Regions from separate parts of the Mus musculus genome. Here region 1 is linked to region 2. The links are chromatin contacts, called in public HiChIP or PLAC-seq maps. All regions are on one chromosome and are shown on one strand. The core of a region is the stretch at or near the end of the contact, and the rest is flanking DNA. Distances in the headings are between cores, read along the strand shown.

What was found. HiChIP or PLAC-seq counts read pairs in DNA pulled down with a chosen protein or histone mark.
Region 1: an H3K27ac HiChIP or PLAC-seq map of embryonic stem cells shows a contact between it and region 2, with 5 read pairs. The contact joins the promoter of Prim1 here to the promoter of Cnpy2 in region 2. A contact is called at or near these places in 2 of 39 promoter capture datasets (the C10 cell line and liver), 1 of 115 datasets of contacts at active chromatin or transcription factors (embryonic stem cells) and 3 of 9 other capture datasets (adipose tissue, liver and pancreatic islet).

The regions. Positions count from the first base shown.
Region 1 is chr10:128,011,808-128,018,550 of GRCm38.p6, reverse strand. It overlaps Prim1 (DNA primase, p49 subunit), which reads right to left and starts at 3,336. Exons shown (of 13, transcript NM_008921.2): 1 at 3,200-3,336; 2 at 2,430-2,587; 3 at 469-575; 4 at 330-403. The coding sequence starts at 3,302. It also overlaps the pseudogene Gm10120.
Region 2 is chr10:128,319,506-128,326,698 of GRCm38.p6, reverse strand. Cnpy2 (canopy FGF signaling regulator 2) reads right to left here and starts at 4,240. Exons shown (of 6, transcript NM_019953.1): 1 at 3,924-4,240; 2 at 3,257-3,369; 3 at 3,000-3,115; 4 at 432-635; 5 at 26-122. The coding sequence starts at 3,344. It overlaps Pan2 (PAN2 poly(A) specific ribonuclease subunit), which reads right to left. Exons shown (of 26, transcript NM_133992.3): 25 at 6,254-6,451; 26 at 5,341-5,965. The coding sequence ends at 5,934.

The DNA.
Region 1 (6,743 bases), core at 2,087-4,586, 310 kb after region 2:
AAGAAATATATGTGATCTGATAATGAAATACAGAGACTGAGAGCATAACACAATGACACACAAAAACACACACACAACACAGACACACACAACACACTGATACACATGACATACTGATACACCACACTGATACATACAACACAGTGATATAACACATGGACACACATAACACACACCACACTGACACATACACCACACTGACACATACAACATATTGACATACGGAGACACACCACACTGACACACATGACACATATGACAGATATACTGACACCCACAACCCACTGACACTCACGACACACTGACACGAAGGACACACTGACACATACCCTTCAATGCCCGGTCTATGATGCGCATGGCCATTGTCATGAGAGTCCAGCATTTGGAACATATGTCTGCAGAACTGGAACAAAGCCGTCATTACTCACTGCCAGTGACTGTCACTTACCCCAGCAGGAGGGCGCTTACCTGCAGCATCTCCTTACGTCATCGTAGTCTGTCATGTCGATGTCAAAGACCAGTTCTTTCTCCTGGGCCTGGAAAGCTCCCAGCTTCACTGTATTGTGTTGATTGGGCTAAGAATACAAACAGCCATCAGGCTCTGTAAGAGATGCCCACGTCTATTCACACGGTGAGTAAGTCAAAGATGCCGCATAATACCACACCTAGGATACTTTAGACAGCTTGGATCTCATACAACCTGAATTGATGATAGTTTTTTTTTTATCGACTTAAAATAAGGTGTAATGATTTTTTTTTTAAAGATTTATTTATTATTATATGTAAGTACACTGTAGCTGTCTTCAGATACTCCAGAAGAGGGCATCAGATGTTGTTACGGATGGTTGTGAGCCACCACGTGGTTGCTGGGATTTGAACTCTGAACCTTCGGAAGAGCAGTCGGGTGCTCTTACCCACTGAGCCATCTCACCAGCCCAGGTGTAATGATTTAACTCTAAGTGTATGTTGCTTGATAGAAGTGACAAAGCTATGTGAAGTTTCTAATAAGTGAATGTATATACAAATAATTCCTATTACAGAGTATTTTACAAGTCTTTCCTTGTTACAGTACACACAAGTAACACATACATAATTATTTTAGATCCCTTCAACATATTAAAAGATATCTCCTCAAATGAGTCTCTGTTGTTTTTGAGACAGGGTTTCATGTAGCCCAAGCTGCCCTTGATTACCAGCAAGCCCCAGTGTCTCCTGCCTCTGTCCCGCACACACATTATAGGTGCGAGCGTAGATGTAACCAGCTTTTATGTGGATGCTGGAGGTTTGAACTCAGGTCCAAACCGAATGCTTTTCCTGTGGAGCCATCTCTTTATCCAGAGACTCAGGACTTTCTCCTCACATCTGTTGGCTTTCACTGATAACCTAGGCAGGAGACTAGATTCCTTTCAGAAGAATCTGAGCATATGTGGGCATCGTTCTAGGCTCTAGGGATAGATCAGTGACTAAACAAAAGTTCCTATGTTAGTGGAGATTTTATCCTGACAAAGACCTAGGCGAACTTAGCTCAAAGAGTCTCTGAGAATATGGCTCAGCCAAGTCACTTCTCAGTGAAACATCACACCCGTTGGTGAGTGCTTTGGTACACACCTACAGTTCCAGCAACTCGGGAGGCAGAGCAGGAAGATTAAAATGGGATTGTGTGCAAGTGTGAGCGGGTTAAGATTGCAAAGAGAGTTTAATGATAAATCATTGAAAGCCTCAGAAATATCATATTAAAAAAAAAAAAAGCACAGGTTATTCAGGAAAATCATAGCTCCCCTCACAACTGAAGACCAGGGGTATTGTAAGGGTCCATCAATACCTATCAGAACAGGCAATAAAAGGCACGTACTGGGGCTGGAGAGATGGCTCAATGGTTAAGAGCACTGACTGCTCTTCCAGAGGTCCTGAGTTCAATTCCCAACAACCACATGGTGGCTCACAACCACCTGTAATGAGATCTGATGCCCTCTTCTGGTGTGTCTGAAGACAGCAACAGTGTACTTACATATAACAATAAATAAATCTTAAAAAAAAAAAAAGACATGGTCTCATGTATTTCAAACTGGCCTCTCCCTCCTTTATGCTGGGATTAGAGACAATGCCCATTACACCTGGTTTATGTGTTCTTAGGAATGGAATCCAACCGTTCATGCATGCCAGGCAAGCACTCTTATCAATTGAGCTACACTCCAGCCCAATGCTCACCTTTTCTTCTAAACCTAGGAAGAAGGCAAGGTATTTTCAGCCAAGTGATTTTCAGTCTATAGAGTGTTAAAATTAATTTGAAAAAAAGGTGCGTTTCATCAACAATAATACACTCTAAAACATTACCTTCAAAACTTGGGGGCAAGAACTCACTCTGGCTTATAAAATAAACACACAAAAAAGATACAAACAAAATACAAAAGAAAAAAAAGATTCCTTACTCTGTGAGAATATACTGCGCCTATATCAATCTTATATGGATTCATTTTCTGCATCTCCTTCTCCAGTTCACTCTGGTTGTTGAAGGACTGGTAGCGAATGTAAATATCATCTTTCAGTGTGAATGAAAATTCACGGTGTTGAAAGTAATTCTTTGTCACTGCAAAATAATTTTAACTCCAGTTTAGGGCATAATGTAACCTTAACTAAAACCTTAACTAATGGGAAGACATATGTTCGTTTTTTTTTTGTTTTTTTTTTTTTTTTGGTTTTTCGAGACAGGGTTTCTCTGTGTTGCCCTGGCTGTCCTGGAACTCACTCTGTAGACCAGGCTGACCTCGAATTCAGAAATCCGCCTGCCTCTGCGTGTGCCACCACGCCCAGCCTGACATAAGTTTTTAAACGACAGGGTTTTATTGTGTAGAATAGGTTGCTCTAGAGCTTACTATGTAGCCCTGGCTCGCCTTGAACTCATGAAAATCCACATGCCCCAATCTCCAGAATGTAAGGATTATAGGTATGAGCTACTAGGCTCTCTGGAATATTTTTAACGAGTGCTCTGTGCCCAGCTCTGTTCTAGATAGCCTGTAATCTGAAGGGGCATACAATTTCACATTTGCTAGGGAGCAATAAACAGGAGCTGTAAATATTCCAAGGACGCTGCCTGTCATTGGTGAAGAAGGTGCCTCTCTTCTTCCTAGGACATCCCGCCCAAAGTATTCTCACACACGGCTCCCAGCCCCGCTACCCATCCCGTCCCAGCCTCCATCACCTCCGCCATAGTTGAGCCAGCGATAGTACTGGGCGTAGGGAAAGAGCCTTCGGTAATAAAGCTTGAGTAGCTCCGGCAGCTCCGCAGGATCAAATGGCTCCATGAAGTAAAGAACTAGACCCGGACAGGACTGACACGAGAATTGGCGGGAACAAGACAGGCCTCCATCCCTGCGCGCGCATGGACCTGCGCCGCCGGAGGGACTGCTGGGAATTGTAGTTCTTGCAGATCTCGCAGGTGTAGACGACTCCTACTGCTCCTTTTAGAGTCCATCTGCATCTTCCGGGCTCTGAAAACCTATCCATTTAACAACAGGATTGTCCCCGAAAAGGAGAGACCTTTAGCATATTGATTTTGATTAGTAATAACAAGATTCTTTTTTTCCCCCCGAGACAGGGTTTCTCTGTATAGTCCTGGAATTCACTTTGTAGACCAGGCTGGCTTTGAACTCAGAAATCTGCCTGCCTCTGCCTCCCAAGTGCAATTAAAGGCGTGTGCCACCACCGCCCGGCCAATAGTAAGATTTTAACAAGTCCTTTGCAAAAGATGAATATTTTAGAGATATTACCAATATCTCATAAAGAGATTTTGAAAAATTGTCATAGAGTTACTATATTCAGTATTCGAAATGAAGACCGCATGAGAAAAATCAACGGCTGTTTGGTCTGAGTTTTCCATGGCAAGTGAGCCAACCACCATTTTACACCTTTGGTACATAAGTACAGATGCAAAGGCTCACAGGAATGTGGGAATTTCAGAGAAAATAAATAATAAAAAGGGACGGGGTTGGGGGTGCTCAGGGAAAAGAGCCGTCGCCTAGTGGTTCTGATTGGAGTCTGTTCGTAATCTAACTGGAAGTGGGGAGACATGTTTTACTTTCTCTTGTTGGAACAAAATTGGAAGAAAATTAGTGAAGTTGTTGACTAGTAGTGAATTGATGTTTTGGACCAGTTGTTTCCGGGGTTGTTATCTGAACCAGACCATCACTGGGGAGAACAGTTTGATTTTCTGCAAAACTGTCAGACAGAGGTTTATTTCTTGCACCATTTGGTAAAATTACACTTAAGAACTTAGTTTTTAGCTGGGCAGTGGCTATGCAGGACTTTAAATTCCAGCGCTCCAGAGGCAGAGGCAGGTGTATCTATGCTTTTGAGGCCTGTTCTATAGAGTGAGTTCTGTGACCCCGCCTCAAGAAACAAAACAAAACAATAAAAAACAAGACATAACTTATTTTCTTTTGAACAATGGTTGCAAGAATAGGTCAGAGTTCTTTTGTCGTGTTTGTTTAATTTTGCATTGACATTTTTGCATTTTACTCTTTTAAATATGCATTTTTAAAAGGCAGAGTCTTCCCCAGACACTATTGGTGATGCCAAGAAGTGCTTGCTGACAGGAGCCTGATACAGCTGTCTCCTGAGAGGTTCTGCCAGAGCCTAACAAATACAGAGGCAGATACTTGAAGCCAACCATCGGACTAAAGCATGAGGACCCCAATGGGGGAGTTAGGGGAAGGACTGAGGGAGCTAAAGGGGTTTGCAAGTTCATAGGAAGAACAATAGCAACCAACCAGACCTCCCAGAGCTCCCGGGACTAAACCACCAACCAAAGAATACACATGGAGGGACTTGAGTCTCCAGCTGCATATGTAGCAGAGGATAGCCTTGTCAGGCATCAATGAAAGGAGAGGCCCTTGGTCCTGTGAAGGCTTGATGCCCCAAAGGCAGGGAGGTGGGAGTAGGTGGAGCACCCTCATAGAAGCAGGGAGGAGGAGGGATGGGATAGGGGGTTTGCAGAAAGGCAATAACATTAAAATGTAAATAAGTAAAATATCCAAAAAAAAAAAAAAAAAAAAAAAAGGCAGAGTCTCACTTTGATGCCTAGGTTGGCCTCAAATTGGAGAGTCTCCTCCCTTTGTGTTTCAAGTGCTGAGATCATTAGTGTATGCCACCAGGCTGGTTATTATTTTAAATAACATACAGCATTATACATATTTCTGGGCTATAATGTGTTTTCTATATTTTCAGGATTTATTTATTTTATAAGTATGGGTATTTTCCTGCATGTATGTTTGTTCATTATGTGCATGCAGTACCCACAGAAGTTAAGAGGCTATCAGACTCCCTGGAACTGGAGTTACAGATGGTTGTGAGTGCCACCATGTGGGTATTGGGAATCGAATCTGAGTCTTAGAAGAACAGCCAGTGCTTTTAGCTGTTGAGCTATTTCTCCAACCCCAATTTTATTTATTTATTTGTTTGTTTTTTGTTTTTTTTCGAGACAGGGTTTCTCTGTGTAGCCCTAGCTGTCCTGGCACTCACTTTGTACACCAGGCTGGCCTCGAACTCAGAAATCTGCCTGCCTCTGACTCCTAAGTGCTGGGATTGAAGGTGTGCACCACCACCTCCCAGTCTCTATTTTATTTTATTTTATTTATTTATTTATTTATTTTTGGTTTTTCGAGACAGGGTTTCTCTGTGTAGCTTTGGCTGTCCTGGAACTCATTTTGTAGACCAGGCTGGCCTCGAACTCAGAAATCTGCCTGCCTCTGCCTCCCAAGTGCTGGGATTAAAGGTGTGCGCCACCACCGCCCAGTCCCAATTTTATTTTTTTACTAGCATACCTTTTGCTTATTCTTTGTCATCTGCATACATGCAAACAATATATCTTTTAAAAACTGTTTACTTATATGTCTATGGGTGTTTTGCCTGTATGTGTGTCTGTGTACCACTTACAGGCCTGGTACCAAAGGAGACCAGAAGAGGGCATTAGATTCCCTGGGATTGGAGTTATAAATAGTGTAGTCATGATGTGGGTGCTGGGAATTGAACCAGGGTCCTCTGGAGGACTAATAAGTGCTCTTCACTGAGCTACCTCTCCAGCCTCTAAACCAGATATCTTGAATATAGGCACCCTGACTCTTCTCTCCCATTTTCCCCAGGTGCCCCTAACATATCACCTTCCCCTTCATGTTTCTCCTTTCTGTTATTTATTGTGATCCACTGGGTCTAATTAGTGCTGTCTGTTACAATGTTAACTGATCTTGTTGACTGTATGCAGGTCTCCTGCAGATAACCATATCATCAGCAGTAGGGTCTCACCACCTGGTCCTGCTGAGCAATGACAATAGTTCTTTTTTTTTTTTTTACCAAAAAGCACAGGGTTTTATTTCTCGCCCACTGGGCAGGGTTCTGCAGGCCTTCGCAGGGCAGGGAGCAGGCTCTACTTGCCAGCGATGAGTGGGTTCCGCAGCACCACGATGACCAAGTCCCCGCGCAGGAACATCTTGGAGATGTAGCGGTCCTTGTTGACAGGCTTGGATTTCTTCTTGCCCTTGCCGCTCTTGGGAACCTCAGTCCACATCTCCTTCACATTTTCCAGCACCATGTTGCAGTGCCTGTCAAAGGCCTTCACCCGGCCCAGCAGCTTCTTGTTGTTGCGACAGTTAATGAGCACTTGTGTGTTGTTCTTGACCGACTGCGTGAGCACTGAGAGGGGACCTGTGTTGAATTCCTCCTCCGCCCGCTTCTGCAGCTCCTCTGGGGTC
Region 2 (7,193 bases), core at 2,991-5,490:
GGGACGGAAAGTCGGGGGTGCTCACCTGTCCGCTTACTGCAAAGTTTGTCTTTAACGTTGTCAGCCTCTCTGGAGAAGAATTCGATAAGCTCATCCTCGTATTCTTCCACAATGCTCTCACACTGCGGACCAAGAAGACAGAGAATTGACCCAGATCCCAAGCTGGGCAAAGACACTGGCTCAGCTCTCTACTTGGTTTTGGGGTGGGGGTGGGGATTTTATAGACAGGGCCTTACTATATCTGCCCAGCTGGCCTCGAACTCACTATGAACTAGGCCCAGCCTCAAACTTAAGCTGATCTTCCAACCGCTGCCCCTGGAGTGCTTAGGTTACAAGTAGGCAACACCACTTCCGCATCCATCTCCCATCCTGTGCCAGGGAATCCCTATAACTCCCAAGAAACAGCTACTCACGGCACAGCGGTAACTCACCGCAAACTTGAGGGTGCCGCTGATATCTGAGTCAATTCGGATGCCCTGTAAGTCTAGTTCACTGGATTCTCCATTCCGGCTCACGACGCGTACGTAGTTCTTGCGGTGGGTAGAAGGGTCAATCTGTTCCCCGTACTCCTTCATTCGGTCACACACCTCCTCAAGCAACTCTGTGAGGTGGGCCTCTGAGCGGGCATAAGGTACCTAGAAATGAACTCAGCCTTTGGTCACTCCCTTCTACCTCAGATGTTACTCATTTGAACTCTTTCCTTTCCTTTCGAATCTAGCTCAAACAACTCATTCTAAAAACAAAGAAACCTTCCCTAATGATATCCTGTGGCGACATCTGCCCATTCTTTCTTCCTCTCAAGTTACTTTCAAATGTGCACATTTTGTTTGCCCATCCTTTGGAACAGGGTCTCACCCTGTAGCCTTGGTTGGTGGCCTGCAACTATGTAGACCAGGCTGGCCTTGAACTCATAGAAATCTACCCCCAACTCCCAATCTGTGTCCCCGAGAATCCCTATTAACTTCCAAGAACCAGCAGTGCACAGCGTAACTCACAACCTGCACTCCAGGCAAATGTACAATCCTATTTTGCCTGATTATAAAACACGCACCAATATCCTTAGCTCCGAATTATAGGCAAAAACCACTTTGATCAACTATAATGAACTATGGTTTTTTTCCCCCCGTGAACTTGTTTAGTTTTTTTTTTGTGGACATAGATATTTATTATTTATTAAAATAACATTAAAAGCCAGATATATTGTCACCTTTAATTCCAGTACCCAGGAGGCAGAGGTAGGCAGATGTCTGTAAGTTCAAGGCCAGCCTGTTCTACATAGTGAGCTCCTTGGAACACCCAGGGCTGCAGAGTCTTGGAAATAAAATAAAAAACCAACCAAACAAAAATGTAAAGAGGGGGTATAGGTTTCGATGACAGCACACCAACATGCGTCACAGAAATGTTTCCTTGATGGGACTGGAGAGATGGCTCAGTGTTTAGGGAACACTGGCTGATTTCCCAGGGGTCTGGGTTTACACATGGCAGCTCACAACTGTTTTTTTTTTTTTTTTTGGTTTTTCGAGACAGGGTTTCTCTGTGTAGCTCTGGCTGTCCTGGAACTCACTCTGTAGACCAGGCTGGCCTCGAACTCAGAAATCCGCCTGCCTCTGCCTCCCGAGTGCTGGGATTAAAGGCGTGCGCCACCACGCCTGGCTTTTTTTTTTTTTTTTAAGATTTATTTATTTATTATATGTAAGTACACTGTAGCTGTCTTCAGACACTCCAGAAGAGGGAGTCAGATCTCGTTATGGATGGTTGTGAGCCACCATGTGGTTGCTGGGATTTGAACTCCGGACCTTTGGAAGAGCAGTTGGGTGCTCTTACCCACTGAGCCATCTCACCAGCCCTCACAACTGTTTTTAACTCCACCCTCACACAGACATGGATTCAGGCAAAACACCAATCCACATAAAGTAAAAATAAATCAATCATTAAAATAAATTTCCTTGCATATTTCTTACTAGGTATAGCTTTAACTTATGCTTCTAGCTAATATAAATTTCTTGAATACAAAGACTTTTTTTAAAAAAATGATTTATTTTTATTTTATGCACGAGTGTTTGCTTGCATGTATACATGCCTGGTGATCACAGACACCGGAAGGAAATGTTTGATTCCCCAGAATGAGTTATGAGCCACTACATGGGTGCTAGAATCTGAGCCAAGTCCTCTGCAACAGCAGCATGTTCTCCTAACCACGGAACCATCTCTCTAGCTCCAGGGAAGACTTTGAGGGCAGGCATCACAGGAGTGTACCAGTATGCTGGGTTTATGGGATGTTAAGGGCCAAACACAGGGTTCTGTGCATGCGAGGCTAGCACTCTATCAACTGAGCTACATTCCCAGCTGGACAAGACCTCTTATTCTTTTTTTAAATAAATGTATATATACAATACTGCTATAGTGAAACAAGAGACATGCGGACTGGGGATGAGGAGAAACAGACTAATCAAGACCTAACTTCTACAGCAGAAACAATTAATTGAGGTTTGGGGCAAAGAAATACGTGGTTATAACTTTCCAGGCTCTTCCAGATAGGCAGAACCCAACTGCTCTGCTGTTTGTGTACTAGGATTACAGGCATGCAAATACCATAAGTGGCTTAGAGCCCAGTCCTTCTGATACACAATCAATGTTCTGGCTCCTTGGTTGTTTGTTTGTTTGGTTGGTTTTTTGAGATAGGGTTTCTCTCTATAACAGCCTTGGCTGTCCTGGAACTCTCTTTGTAGACCAGGCTGGCCTCAAATTCAAGATCAGCCTGCCTCTGCTGGGATTAATGATATGTACCATCACACCAGGCTGTTTCTTTTCTTTTCGAAGACAGTACCTAATTCTATGGGGTAGACCAGAACTAGAACTCAGAAAGATCCTTCTGGTCCCGCCTCTGAGGGTTGAGATCATTATCATTACAGGTCGAATGACTTCCTGCTTTCTTCTCTTCGAACAAGTTCATACTCTAAGCCCGAGTGAGCTACTTTATTTGAGGGATAGTAAATTACCTCCACAACTGACTGGCTGCCATCTGGATTGATTCGGAAGGATCCCATCTGAATGGTCTTCTTGGGGTCCACGCGGGCAATTTCCCACTCTAATTCATCCACCAGAGCCCTGCAAGCTGGTGTCAGGGAAGAGAACAGGGAGTGGGGATGGTGAGGGGAATGAGGGTTTTTCTATCCATCCTTGTTCCAAGCTTTGGATCTCATGACTCCCACGGGTCATCTTCCTCCCACTTCTCCACTGGTCTTCGTGCTTTTACCTCCACAGTGTAGATCTTGGCTCCTTCGAGCCCAGGCAGTTCCCAGCAGGACCCCCAAAAGTAGGGCTAGCCAACCCCAGCCTTTCATCTTTAGTGTAACAGGGTCGCTCCACCTGGATTTGTATGAAAATGAAACACAGGTGTGAGGAGAGCGATCCATTTCCCCCATGACCGTCACCCCTCATTCCAAGGCCTTCAGAGGCCTTGGTGTGATTCGGATTGTTTTCCAGGAAAAAACCTCGTTACAAACACCCGAGGGACCGGAGTTCGGGATGGGGGAATAGGGAGTGAGAGCTCGGGACTGGGACTCAGATCCAGAAACTATGTCCTCCACAGGTGAGGGCCTGGGTTTTGATACTTTGAGGACACTGAGGACTCACAGAGCTATGCAGTAGCTTTGAGATGGAGGTTATCGATTACGTGAGAATGACGGGCAGAAAGGAGCTGCCAGCAAGGAACCAGTCAGGCCATGAAGCCAGCGAGCACACTCCATAACCAGGGCCTATGTGGACCTAGCACCAAGGGTTCCGGAATCCCCATCTCTAGAATGTAAGTAGCTCCCGTGCAGACAGACCAGCCCCTTTTGTAAGGACTCCGCCATCGCTTTGCTCGGGTCCATTCCCAACCTCAGTGCGCCCACAGCCTCTGACGCTCGCATCTGTCCCACCTCTGCTCCCACGGCCGCCGCCGTGGCCCAGGCTCTGGAAAGCAGCCGGACTCTCACTTTGTTTTCTGTGGGTCCCAACCCTAGCAGCTGGCTGGGAAAAACGGGGCTGTCCCGGCTTCTCCAGAGCGCTCCGGCTCCCGCCAGGTTCAGGGTGGCCAGTGACCGCCTGGCCCAGCTTCCCGCACTTAACTAGGCACCTAAGCGGAGATCTGAGGGTCCCGTGCGAGCCCCCCACCGAAACTGACCCTAAGCCCGCCCCTCCAAACTCTCGCGCGAGCAGGCAGCTTTAGGAGCGCCTCCGAGGCAGCGAGGACCCCTTGGAAGACTTGAGGACCCAGACTTGCGTGGCGAATTGGTTCACGTGACCAACCAAAGAACAAAGGTAGCCTAGCTTACAGTGAGGACCGAGCGCATGGGGTGCCTGGGGAAATTGCATCAGTCCAGGTGGGCTAGGACTTGCAAACAGATGCAATTAGTAGTGGGAGAGAAGCCTAGGTTTCAATGCACAAAGATTTCATGATACAGCAAACTACATTTCCCAGGAAGCACTGCAGTACCACTCTGCCAGTAGCTACAGGTCTTTTTCTTTCTTAAAAAAAAAACAAACAAACAAACAAAAAAACTAGTTTTTAAAACAACTTCCTTCTTGTACCAAATTAATAAATGATCGTCATTAGGTATGTATTGGGTAATATCATTTTTGGTATTATCTGCCTTTTCAGGCAGGTTCTTGGAGATTTCTCTTAATTTATCCTCTGAGGATGGGGGTGTGGGTTATATTACGGTCAATATTCTTCTTAGCTCTCACGCTGTGAATAGAGCAATTCCTCTCTGAATTTTCGGCACACCGCAGGTACTGTCATGAGTGAAGCAGTGTCTTGCTATGTAGCCCAGGATGCCTTGAACTCAACTCCCCATCGCAGGCTGGTTGGGGACTGTGGTTCTCAACTGCTCCGCTGTTAGGATAACAGGTTGACACCACGCCTTAAGGTCTTGAGATAAACTGGGATTTGTGATCGCTTTATGTATTTAGGGTGCTAGGCAACTACAGCAAAGACCGAACACCGTCCAGGGGAAGAACAATTATGTTCCTCCTGGTGCCCGGCATGGTGGCGCATGCCTTTAATCCCAGCACTTGAGAGGCAGAGGCAGGCGGATTTCTGAGTTCTCGAGGCCAGCCTAGTCTACAAAGTGAGTTCCAGGACAGCCAGGGCTACAGAGAAACCCTGTCTCAAAAAACAAACCAAAAACCAACCAAACAAACAAAAAAACAAAAAAACTATGTTCCTCCTGGATCCATTCATTCTGGGACTCAGAATCTTCATTTCTAGGTGTGGATCTGAAAACACAGTTTTCATTTTCTCATTGTTTGGTGAAGTCAAATCAAAGAAAGAAAGAAGCCAAAGAATCCCACACTAGCGGTTTTCTAATGAGATAAAAATACTTTTATTTTATAAAACATGCTGTTTTAAGCAAAATTTTTAAAAAATAAAACAAAACTCGAGATAGAATGTATGGAAGACAGATACTTCTCAGCTGTGGTCAGGAATGAAGCCAGTAGCTCAGCTTCCTGCACACCGGTTTGATTGGCCCATTGAGACTCTACAAGCTGGTCCACCCAGCCACCGTCTCTCAAGCAGCTAGATGCTGGAGCTGCCTGGGTCTCTGTACCCTGTGACTGTCCAGGACTTCAGTTCTCTAGCAGACTGGGAACTGAGAGTTCTGGTTCTAGAGCTCTTTTGTACAGATATCAGTTGCCCAGGATATTTATTACGAACACCAATCACTCCACCTGGGTCACTTTAGGCTTTGTTTCTGGCCCACTGTTTTGCAGAGGATAAAGGGGGAATCTGGCAGCTAGAACCTTTGCAACAATTTTGCTGCTTTCCAGTTCTATTAATAGCACCATCTGTAGACCCTGAGCAGATCCAGTTCTGGAAGTGGACAGGGTAAAGCCGACTTGAGAAGCCACCTCTCAGTTCTGGGGACAGCACTGAAAGGGAAGGCAGCTCACAGTGCCAGCACTGAGAAGACAGCTGCATCTGTTAGGAGACAGAATCACGGAGACCAGGGTGAGCAGAGGAGGCACCAGGACACTCACTATACAGAAAGAGCATGAGGGAAGTAGGGCAAGGCATGGACATTTCCCTGAGCAAGCGGCTACACCAGTGTCTCTCTCACTGACTATTGGAAACACTGAGTGATGTGTGAACTGTCAGACACTTCAGGAGCAGGTAGGGGTATTATAATCTGAGGTGGTGGTATACAAGCTCGACATATGCCAGCAACACCTACCCAGCCCAGTTTCCCTCGCCTCAGCCCAGCCTTACTCTTGGGACTTGTCTGGCTTTCAGGCTCAGGCACCTTCCAGTCCATCTTTCGGCCCTTCTCATAGAGACCCTTGAGCACCTTGTGGAAGGACTCGGGCTCGGTGCCGTTCTTGCTCAGCTCCAGATACTTCCGGTAGAGTTGAAGGGCTGTGCGGGCATCCTCAATGCTGTCATGGGTCTCACCTTGAATCTTCAGGTCTGGGGTACACCGATACTTAAGGAACTCACAAAGGCGGCAGGCACCCCATCTCTATCCTGGCACCCACAACACTCCCACGCAGTCTCCTAGAAACATCTTTTCTTATTTTATGTTTACTGACTGTTTTGCCTGCGTGGTCTATGTATGGGTGTGCATGGTGACCATGAAGGTCAAAAGATGGTGTCAGATTGCCTGAACTGAGGTTACACACGGTTGTGAGCGGTTGTGAGCTATCATGTTAAGCACTGGGGCTTGATCCTGGGCCCTCTGCAAGAGCAGTGGTAGGTGCTCTAAGCCAACTCGTCAGACCCAGAAAACGTCTTCTTAAATTAGTGATAGATCTAACTAAAACCATTAGCTGAAAAAAATGGTAATTCTAACTTGAGAAATAACTATTCTTTATTCTAAAATGATTCCTGTTTTGTTGTTCTTGTAGATTTTTTGTTTGTTTGAAGACAGGGTTTCTTTGTGTAGCCCTGGCTGTCCTGGAACTGAGACTGTAGACCAGACTGGCCTCGAATTCAGACATCCACCTGCCTCTGCCTCCTGAGAGATTGTTGTAGCTTTTTGCTATCGTTGTTAAGACAGTATCTCCTCTACTGCCCAGACTGGCTTCAAACTTACAGACCTGAAAGTGTCGCCTCCTGGTGCTTTCTACTCTCCTTTTTAAAAGCAAAAATGGCCTTTTGTAGCCCAGGCTGGCCTTGAACTCATTATGTACTGAGACTAACCTTAAAGTTC